Linked DNA regions of Gasterosteus aculeatus: region 1 is linked to region 2. A link is a contact called in public Hi-C data. All regions are on one chromosome and are shown on one strand. Each heading gives the region's core, a stretch centred on a gene start, on an enhancer-like site or on the middle of the called end of the contact. The rest is flanking DNA. Distances are from core to core; before and after follow the strand shown.

What was found. Hi-C and Micro-C count contacts between places; a contact is called where the count stands out from the background.
Region 1: a contact with region 2 is called in a Hi-C map of skeletal muscle, with 4 times the contacts expected there. The contact joins the enhancer-like site here to the promoter of pparab in region 2. A contact is called at or near these places in 4 of 6 Hi-C or Micro-C datasets (skeletal muscle, tail fin and whole body).

The regions. Positions count from the first base shown.
Region 1 is chrX:21,138,638-21,142,953 of fGasAcu3.hap1.1, reverse strand. No RefSeq gene overlaps it. Among protein-coding and RNA genes, the nearest start is that of wnt7bb, 12 kb to the left of the region's middle. Within about 2 kb of position 1,868, at least 1 of the 9 cell types and tissues checked has open chromatin away from gene starts, as enhancers often do.
Region 2 is chrX:21,100,022-21,104,137 of fGasAcu3.hap1.1, reverse strand. pparab (peroxisome proliferator-activated receptor alpha b) reads left to right here and starts at 2,545. Exons shown (of 7, transcript XM_078082995.1): 1 at 2,545-2,680.

The sequences.
Region 1 (4,316 bases), core at 619-3,118, 39 kb before region 2:
GCTCATAGCATGAAGCACTGGCTCAAGTAAAGGACAACTTTTCTGTCTATTTCTGCATTTGTCAGTCGGCGTCTTGTTACAAAACCAGAAAATATACTGCTACCAATGAGATAATCTTTTCCCAGATGATTAAAAGATTATGAGAATGATAGGAAGATAGAAATTAGGATCCAGTGACCCAACAAATTATACTGACTGAGCGTGCACCAGATAACTTAGCCGTGTACAATCAATCTTCGCCATGTCCAGACCAATTTGCACATTTACTGGAGCGGACCATGAACTGCTTGACTGTGCCACTGCTCAGATTCCCTACAAATCACACGGCTCAGACAGACGTTTAGTGAGTAATAATCACGCCTCTGCTGGATGTTTAGTTACCAGGTAGGGTTAGTGGTCTACGCACAGCAAAAGTGAATACAGATGCCTTTTAAATATTAAAATGGAATCAAGTTCCATGAGCTCTTTTTGATTTATGATGACAGTTTCCACTCAAATCTCAGTTGAGTTAGAGGGGAAAACTTTTTTTTTTTTTGTTGCTGTCGTGATTCTTTCACTTGAGCCATCTCCTCTGTTTCAAATGGTTACCGCGCCCACTGGGACCCTTCTGGTTCTGCCATTGGAGCTCACCAAAGCAGATTCGTGGTGATGCCATTGCAGAGCGACACTGGAGGCCCGTTGTGCTGATTCAGCCTTTGCGCAGAAGGAGGGGTGACGCGAAAGGGGTGATGCAGGAATGGACACAACCGTCCCAATCATCTCCTGCACGGCTCCGTAACAGCGCAGAGGCTCTGTTTAAACACCTGTGAGCATTTATGCTAAATACAAAATGTTAGAGACCGGTGGTGATGATTTTATAGTCAAACACAATGTAAAAGAAAGTCAGTGGGTCCCACTTTCCTTTCCACACATACAGTGTGTCTATCTTTTTTTTTTACAGTCGTTCAGTTCTTGAGGATCCTTGACCTTGCCTGACCTCACAAAGGAAGTGATTGTTCTGGCCCTGGACGAGGACAATGCACGTTTGTCATCTCTGGGAGCGGGGTGGGTTGAAGAGGGGGGGGGGGCATCTACAGTAATGGTATTGTGCAGTGACTGGCGTAGATCGTGTCTCGTAGTCGGTTCGTTGAGGTCACTCACTGTGAGGAAAGAGAGTATGTTGGTCCACAAACTTATTCTAATGTCTTTCCTGTTGTTGTCTCACTTGTTTACAGCTCACTGACATGAGGCGGAGAATGTTCTATTTTGCACTCATCCGTGTACTATAGCTTTTGGTTTTTTTGATGAGAGTCTCATGAAGAGAAAGGCAGCATTTGACAGCTCTTGACGATATGCGATGACTTACACATGCCATGTTGAGTAAAGCCCATGTTGGGCATGTGGTCCGATGACGGCGAGCGAAGCGGCAGAGATCCCCTGAGTCGGCTGGAGGGATCCAACCCTCAAATGGAGACGATCCAAGAGCACTGACAGGCATCAGAGAGACAGGGCCAGGCCACATGAGCTAAATATTAGACGCCACATTGCAGGGATCACATGTGCACTGCTACATGCATAACACACTTGCATGTGGCAGTGCACATGGAATATATGCACATTTTGAAATGCTGTAGTGAATGCAAAACGCACATGTGCATGAGCCACATGTACTCGTGCTGCATGTGCGTGTTTGACTGCTGAGACGGAAAAAAAAGCCCAGCTGCACTCAACATATTTGAATCTGTTTTGCGTTTGCGCTGGCCGGGGGTGAGCGAGTTCATGGACTCCAATGACCGAAGATTGACAGCTCATCCGAGTATGTTATCAAAGCCCGCCTCACATCTTGTTAAGGCATGTCCACCAGCCGATCTAATCCTATTGCACCGTTGGAAAAGCAATAAAACCCACATATCTACAAAAACACCTGGCACGCGCTCTCATCCTGTCAGACTTGTCCTTATAAAGAAGGTCACAGGTAAATGGGCTGTCATACGCCTTTGTGCACGCCACTTCTGGCCTCGCTTCCGTGCCAATTCACAAGCTGTTTTGTACGGTGGCAGTCAAGTCAACCAGACATGAAATAAAAGGTTTAAACTGTCGACTACCACAAAGATAAGTCTGAATGTTGAATAGAAATGCTGGTAGTAGAAGTCTCTTAGTGCATAGTTTTCTCCTGATTCTATGACCTGCAACCAATGTTTGCTGTGGTGGCACTTCAAAGATGAATCCAGAAAGGGAGAGTCTGTCCTTTTAGAGTTTTGTTGCAGTTAACGGAAAGGTTTGTGAATGTCCCGGTTGGCTAGCAGGTTTTAGATACTTAGTTTTTTCTGTAGTTTCATGTCCAGGGTGTCTTCTCTTGCCTCCTCCTGTTGGAATTAATAGTTACGTGACTTTGCTTCTGACAGCATTGGCTGAAGAGTCGGTTTCCACACGAGGGCGAGAGAGACGACTCTGTTATGAAGTCAGCGTGACATAATCACCAGTGAATTAAGGTTTGAGTAGCCAATAAATCAGCCATCACAGCTGCAGTAGAACAATAGAGTAGAGTCAGGCTCTACCCAATATTGAAATGAACTCTGACTGAACAACACATATAAATATGTGTTTATGTGGAGGTGTAATGGTTGGCCTTTGTTTTGTTTGCATATTAAAGAGTAATAATAAAATACAGCCTTTACATGCTGTTTTAACTTTTAACTGCAGCACTGAGGGGTTTATTAAACTGAATTTAAAATTGAATAAATATATATTTTATGTGGTTCTTTTTTGTGCGAGTAGGTAGTATGTGTGGTGTGTTGTTGAAAATATGTGGCGGCGTTAGTAATTGCTCAAGTTGGAATAAGAATATAGTTTATAAAAGGCTGAAGTCAGCGCAGCAGTGTGAGATAAGCAACAGATCATTCGTTCACGGTCCAAGTGCTCTGATTTGATTATGAGAGGATGCTGGTTCACACATGTGGGATTTGCCTTTTATGTCAGAGATGATTTCCAGGTTTCTCAGACATTTCATTGGTGACTTGTCATGGAAAACAAGCTGAACATTGAATGAATGAGGGAGTCCTGGCTTAGCAGTTCATATCACATCCTCCTAGTCCGACCTATCAGGCTGTCACTTTCCTGTTTGCTGAGTGGTAAAATAGTCTCTGGATGGAATTATTGATCCTTTTTATGCACCAAAAGGCACCGTATTTCCTCACAGTTTAACAGCATCTTGGCATTAGATCGTTGTGATTGACGTTAAGTAGAAGAGCCAACACTTTATAACATAATCTCAAGCGATGTTAAAGCAGTGAGATCTGGTTGGACCAAATGTCGTGTTCCTCCCCAAACACTGCTTCTCATTTGAAGCAGACCAATTTCATTCGCATGCATGGCTCCTGAACTTCAGATGATAAACATCAAAGTGTCTTGTGTGTGAGTTCTGCATATTGGTATAATTATTCTACTTGAGCAATAAGGTACGAGAGGCTATACTTTATTGTCCAATAATTGAACAGTTCAGGGGTGTTGTTAGGCCCGACACGCACAGCGGTCCTAAGCGGAAGTGATGTAACAGTTTGAGGGCCGGCAACCCTCAAACTGTTACATCACTGAAGATAAAGTAGTGCCTCAGGTACCTTATTGCTTTTATAATACGGTTACCAGCCAAGTTATAAGTAGTAAGTAAATAGTTGCCTTTCAGCACAAACTAGTTGTGTATCTCCTTTCAGTAGTCGTAGTAGACAAATAGTCCCCGTACGTGCACGTAAACAGCATCTCATTCATCCACATCGCTCATGACGCCACCTGAATTGTCCGTTTGCTGCAGCTCACGTATCCCCAAGCAGGAGTCTGGACGGCCGCCGGATGACTTCGACTTTGCTAGAGTTTGACACCCCTGCCTGATCACTTCTTTCCTTTTTTTTGCGGATCGCCACTGAGCTAAAAACTGAAATGTCAACCAACTGTCAAATATGAACCTGTGACTGTGAGTGCGCAGTGATACGGAACGCTCGGGTCAATGTGAACAGGTACTGTACATTATCGCTCAATAATCCGCCCCCTCTGACTCACTCTCAGCCAATCAGAACGCTGGATTAAAATGCTAATACAGGATAGTGGCACTATAACCAAATATAATGTATGTAATACAATGCACTCAATGAATGTGTTGTGTGTGAGAGAACCTGAATTATAATCTAACACGCCATTTCTAACAACAAATACCATCTGCTACAAAATTCAGTCTCGCTTTTATCACTTGTATCTCCCCGAAAAAGCAATGATGTTATTTGAAGCTCATTTCTAAAACAATCTGATAGCCTTTGTAGGAAACACCGTCATATAGCCTACGTTGC
Region 2 (4,116 bases), core at 1,296-3,795:
CAGAAAATATTAATAATAATATAAAGAAAAATATGAAGGGTCTCCATGAATCGATAGTTTTGGCCTTTCTCCCTAAAAATACAATAATTCAATAATCTAAATAGTTGCTGATTTATTTTTTCCACTAAATTGGGCCATTTTTTCCCCGATTGGAAGAGTCCGCTTACAGCGTGTTAGTGTTTGTGTGGCCGTTCCCAGACAGCGGGTGGGAGCAGAGGATCCGGTCTCCACATTGACCCACTTCCAGAATGTTAGCGGGTCATCATGTCAACCAAAGAACATCATGTCTTCAAGGCCCCCCCTCCCTACAGGAAAAAAGAGATGTATTGTATAAAGAGCAACCACTTGATATGGGCTGTTGCAGATACTAATGTCATGGTGATGCTGCTCAAACTTTTAATTGACCATATGTCGGTTCCAACTAAATCTACCAGTGACATGAATTCATGCTCATATTCATAGTCATTGCGTATCCCATATTTTCCATCTACAATATTTGCACAATTATGTCATACCTTGTCATTCATATTTACAACCCTACTGCTTAATGTACTTACTGCTCCATGTATATTTCAAACGGTACATTTATTCATATATACTCTATACTGCACTTTATCTGCTCTCTTGCACTTCTGGTTGGATGCTAAACTGCATTTTGTTGTGTCAGTACCTGTGCAATGACAATAAAGATCTAATCTGATCTAATAAAGGTGAACAAAGGTAAATCCCCCACTAAACACAACTCCTGGGACACGCCCCATTTTATCAGCATGAATCCCCTCAGCGATTTCCTGCTTCCTAGTCTGTTTCATCTCATCCACGTGCAGCTGAGGGACAGACATGGGGCATCTGCCGTTGGGTTGTCTGAATGTGTAAAGCCGTCTGAGTCACCCCTTCATTGGGAAATCAGCTGCTGTCCAGACAGAACTCTTGACCATGCGACCCGGTTCCTGCCTGCTCTCCTGAGTCGTGTTGCAACGAGCTGCGCCTTCTGGGTCCAGTGTTTCTCCATGTCCTCCTCACATGGAGAAATCACCAGCTGCCATGGACGACCTCCAAGTGCACTGTGGCTGATATCTATGTGTGTGTGTGTGTGTGTGTGTGTGTGTGTCTTGTCTACAAGAAGGCTTTTATATTATTTAGTGTAGAAATGTACATTGTTGCTCCCTAGAAGTCACAAGTACTGCAGTGGTTTTTCACTCAAATGTCATTGTGAAGTACAGTTCTGAGGTACTTTTACTTTACCTACTGTACTTTTACTCTCTATACTTTATCAACGATTTACACTCCAATAAATTAAAATAATAGGCTGCCTATTGTAATTTCAAATACAAAACACCCACCATGCAAAATGTGGTTATAGATTTTATCACTTGACAGTATATCAAGTAAGTAAGTAAACAGATCAGTCTCCATGACAACAGAGCAAACTCCATCTGCCGATAAAAAAATCCCGTGACATGTTTGAAAGCGCAGGAGGAAGAGAACACCGTTCTTCTCGCACTACTGTTACCCAAAATCAGGAACGGACTTGAAATGATCTGAACCATTACACAATTGATTAACAACCATTTACCCTAAATACTTTAATAATACTTAGATTTGTTGATGTGGAACTGAATCTGAGTACTACATTTTCCTCATGTTCTTGTCATTGTTACAGATCCGGGATGGAGAGCTGGATGGAGAAACAAGCGAGCAGAGACAAGCGAAAAGGATTGCACACTCAGCATGTGGCTCGACTGGAGAAAACCCAACCGCTTCGTTGACTGGCAGTTTATTGCAACAGTTCGACTGGCTGGCCTGCAGTCGGTGCAGGACGCAATGTTCCCTCGAGCTGCCATGTGATCCTCCTCATGAGTGCAGAGGTTTCTGGGGGCTAAATTAAGGGGCCCATACACTGGTCAACATCCAAGAAACTTCACCATGATGCCAAGGCATCTGGAAAGTTGCAAACGGCCTTCTGCTCAGAATAAGCAAAGGTCTTGACAGAATCCCTTCAGTTGGATATTTTATCTTCAGTTGCAGAGTTGGATGGAGGCCTTTTCTAATTGATCAGCCAAAGTTCCTCCACGCAGTTTAAATCTAAGTTTAAAACGCATGTGTACAAGTGAGACTTTGTGACATCGTCACCGGTCAGGAAGCTGATCTTGGTCCAAAATGCACCGGACAGCAGTGAAATGTGAAAGCCTCCACGGCGCTTCATATGCTGAGAACGGACTGGTCACCTCCAGCCACATATTCTTGATTCATCGAAGAGAGGGAAGCTGTACATGTGATTACACGAGAACTGTCAAAGTAAAATACTTTGATATGTCCTAATAGGTGTGTGGAGAAGATCTTCCATCCATCTGCAAACCGCTTATCCTGCACACGGGGTCGCAGGGGGGCAGGAGTCCATCCCAGCCAACTTCAGGCGATAGACAATGGACTGGTCACCAGCCAATCGCAGGGCTACACAGTGACACACAACCATTCACACACCTACGGGCAAGTTAGAGTCCCCAATCAACCTGATCCCCAGAGCACGTCTCTGGACTGTGGGAGGAAGCCAGAGAACCCACGCAGACACGGGGAGAACATGCAGACTGCACACAGAAAGGCCACTGGGCGGAGTGGAACCCAGGACCTTCTTGCTGTGAAGCAACGGTGCTGACCACCCTGCCATATTGACGTATTGGTATGTATTGTTAATTGTGTAATATGACCCTGTGCGTGTGTCCTCGTCCTTCTTTTTGCTCCTTTAAAGTGACGTAAGTGGAGTTTATTGAAACTTTGTCGCAGTGTTTCAGGGTATTTATGTAGTTTTGGTCCTGATTCAGAATGAATATGATACAGTGTTGCAGTGATGAGTTGCTCCTTTGTTCGGTCTGTGTTCACACTGCAACATTTAACAGCGGAATAAATAAACATCACGTGTGAGCAAACTGTGGTGTCATTTGAATGCAGCTATAAATATACTTTTTCTCTTTGAGTGTGGGGGACTGGGGGGGGCACGAACCCAGTTGGGATGCAGAAGGGGTGCGTGGCCCAAACAGCCTGGGAGATTATTTTATAAGTATCTATGTATGTTGTTTGTTTTGTACTTTTCATTATTTCTATATATTCTGGTATTTGTGTCTAGTCTCAAACCTTTAGAAACAAATCTTAATGTCCCAGTATAATAAAAAATCCCTACATATTACCTACATGTATTACTCGTTTTGGTGTGGTCAGCACGTTACGTGCAGAAAAGCGCCCCTAGACCACGTGCCTTTTTCGTCTCTCGTTTGATGCGCGCGTGGGGGCGCGCGTGGGGGCGCGCGTGGCACGTTCCTCCTGCTGTCCCCGTGGTTAGGGGGCGTCCGCCTCAAAGGAATCCGCTGCGCTCCTTCCATTCGCTGAAACTATAGGTGTGTCGGGGGGTGTGCGCCTTTCTCGCGCCTCCAGCTGTCAGTCATGACGTCACTTCCTGCGGGTGTGAACTCATGGCTCTGCTTTGTATGGACATGGTGGGGGATTTATGACAGCGGCAGCGCTGCTGGGAGACAAACAAGAACGGGTTTTTGGGGGTCGGGCACTATTTTCTCTCCCCTCTCTCCCTCCGCGCTGCTGTCTCGATCCCACAGCGAGAGCTTCTCCACCCAAACCTGATTCTGGAGGACATGGAGGCTTCGGATTGGGCTTTCCCTCGTAAGGTAGATGTCTTCATTTGCACTTTCACCCCCTGCAGCAGCTGAGAGACCCCCTGTCAGCGGACGTTGTTCCGTGCGCAGAGATGGCAGCAGCCTGCAAACGGCGCACACTCAATTTTAGCGCGTGTCCAGTTTGAGAGCCCAACACACCCGCACGTGACTGTTGTTTGCAGGCGGAATCAGCATCTCCTTCCCGACCACACGACTCATGTGACTTCGGTTTGCAGCCTGCGCAGCGCATCGATAGGCAACACCAACACCTCTGCTCACCCGCCACGGAGGTCCTGCCTCGGGGGCCTCAGGTCAGCATAGGGACAGCATAGGGACAGCATAGGGACAGCATAGGGACAGCATAGGGACAGCAATGTCCAAAGGTCAAGGCAGTCAATGCGAGACGTTGTTTGTGTCAGTTCTGCGCTCCAATGGAAGCACCTGCATGAGT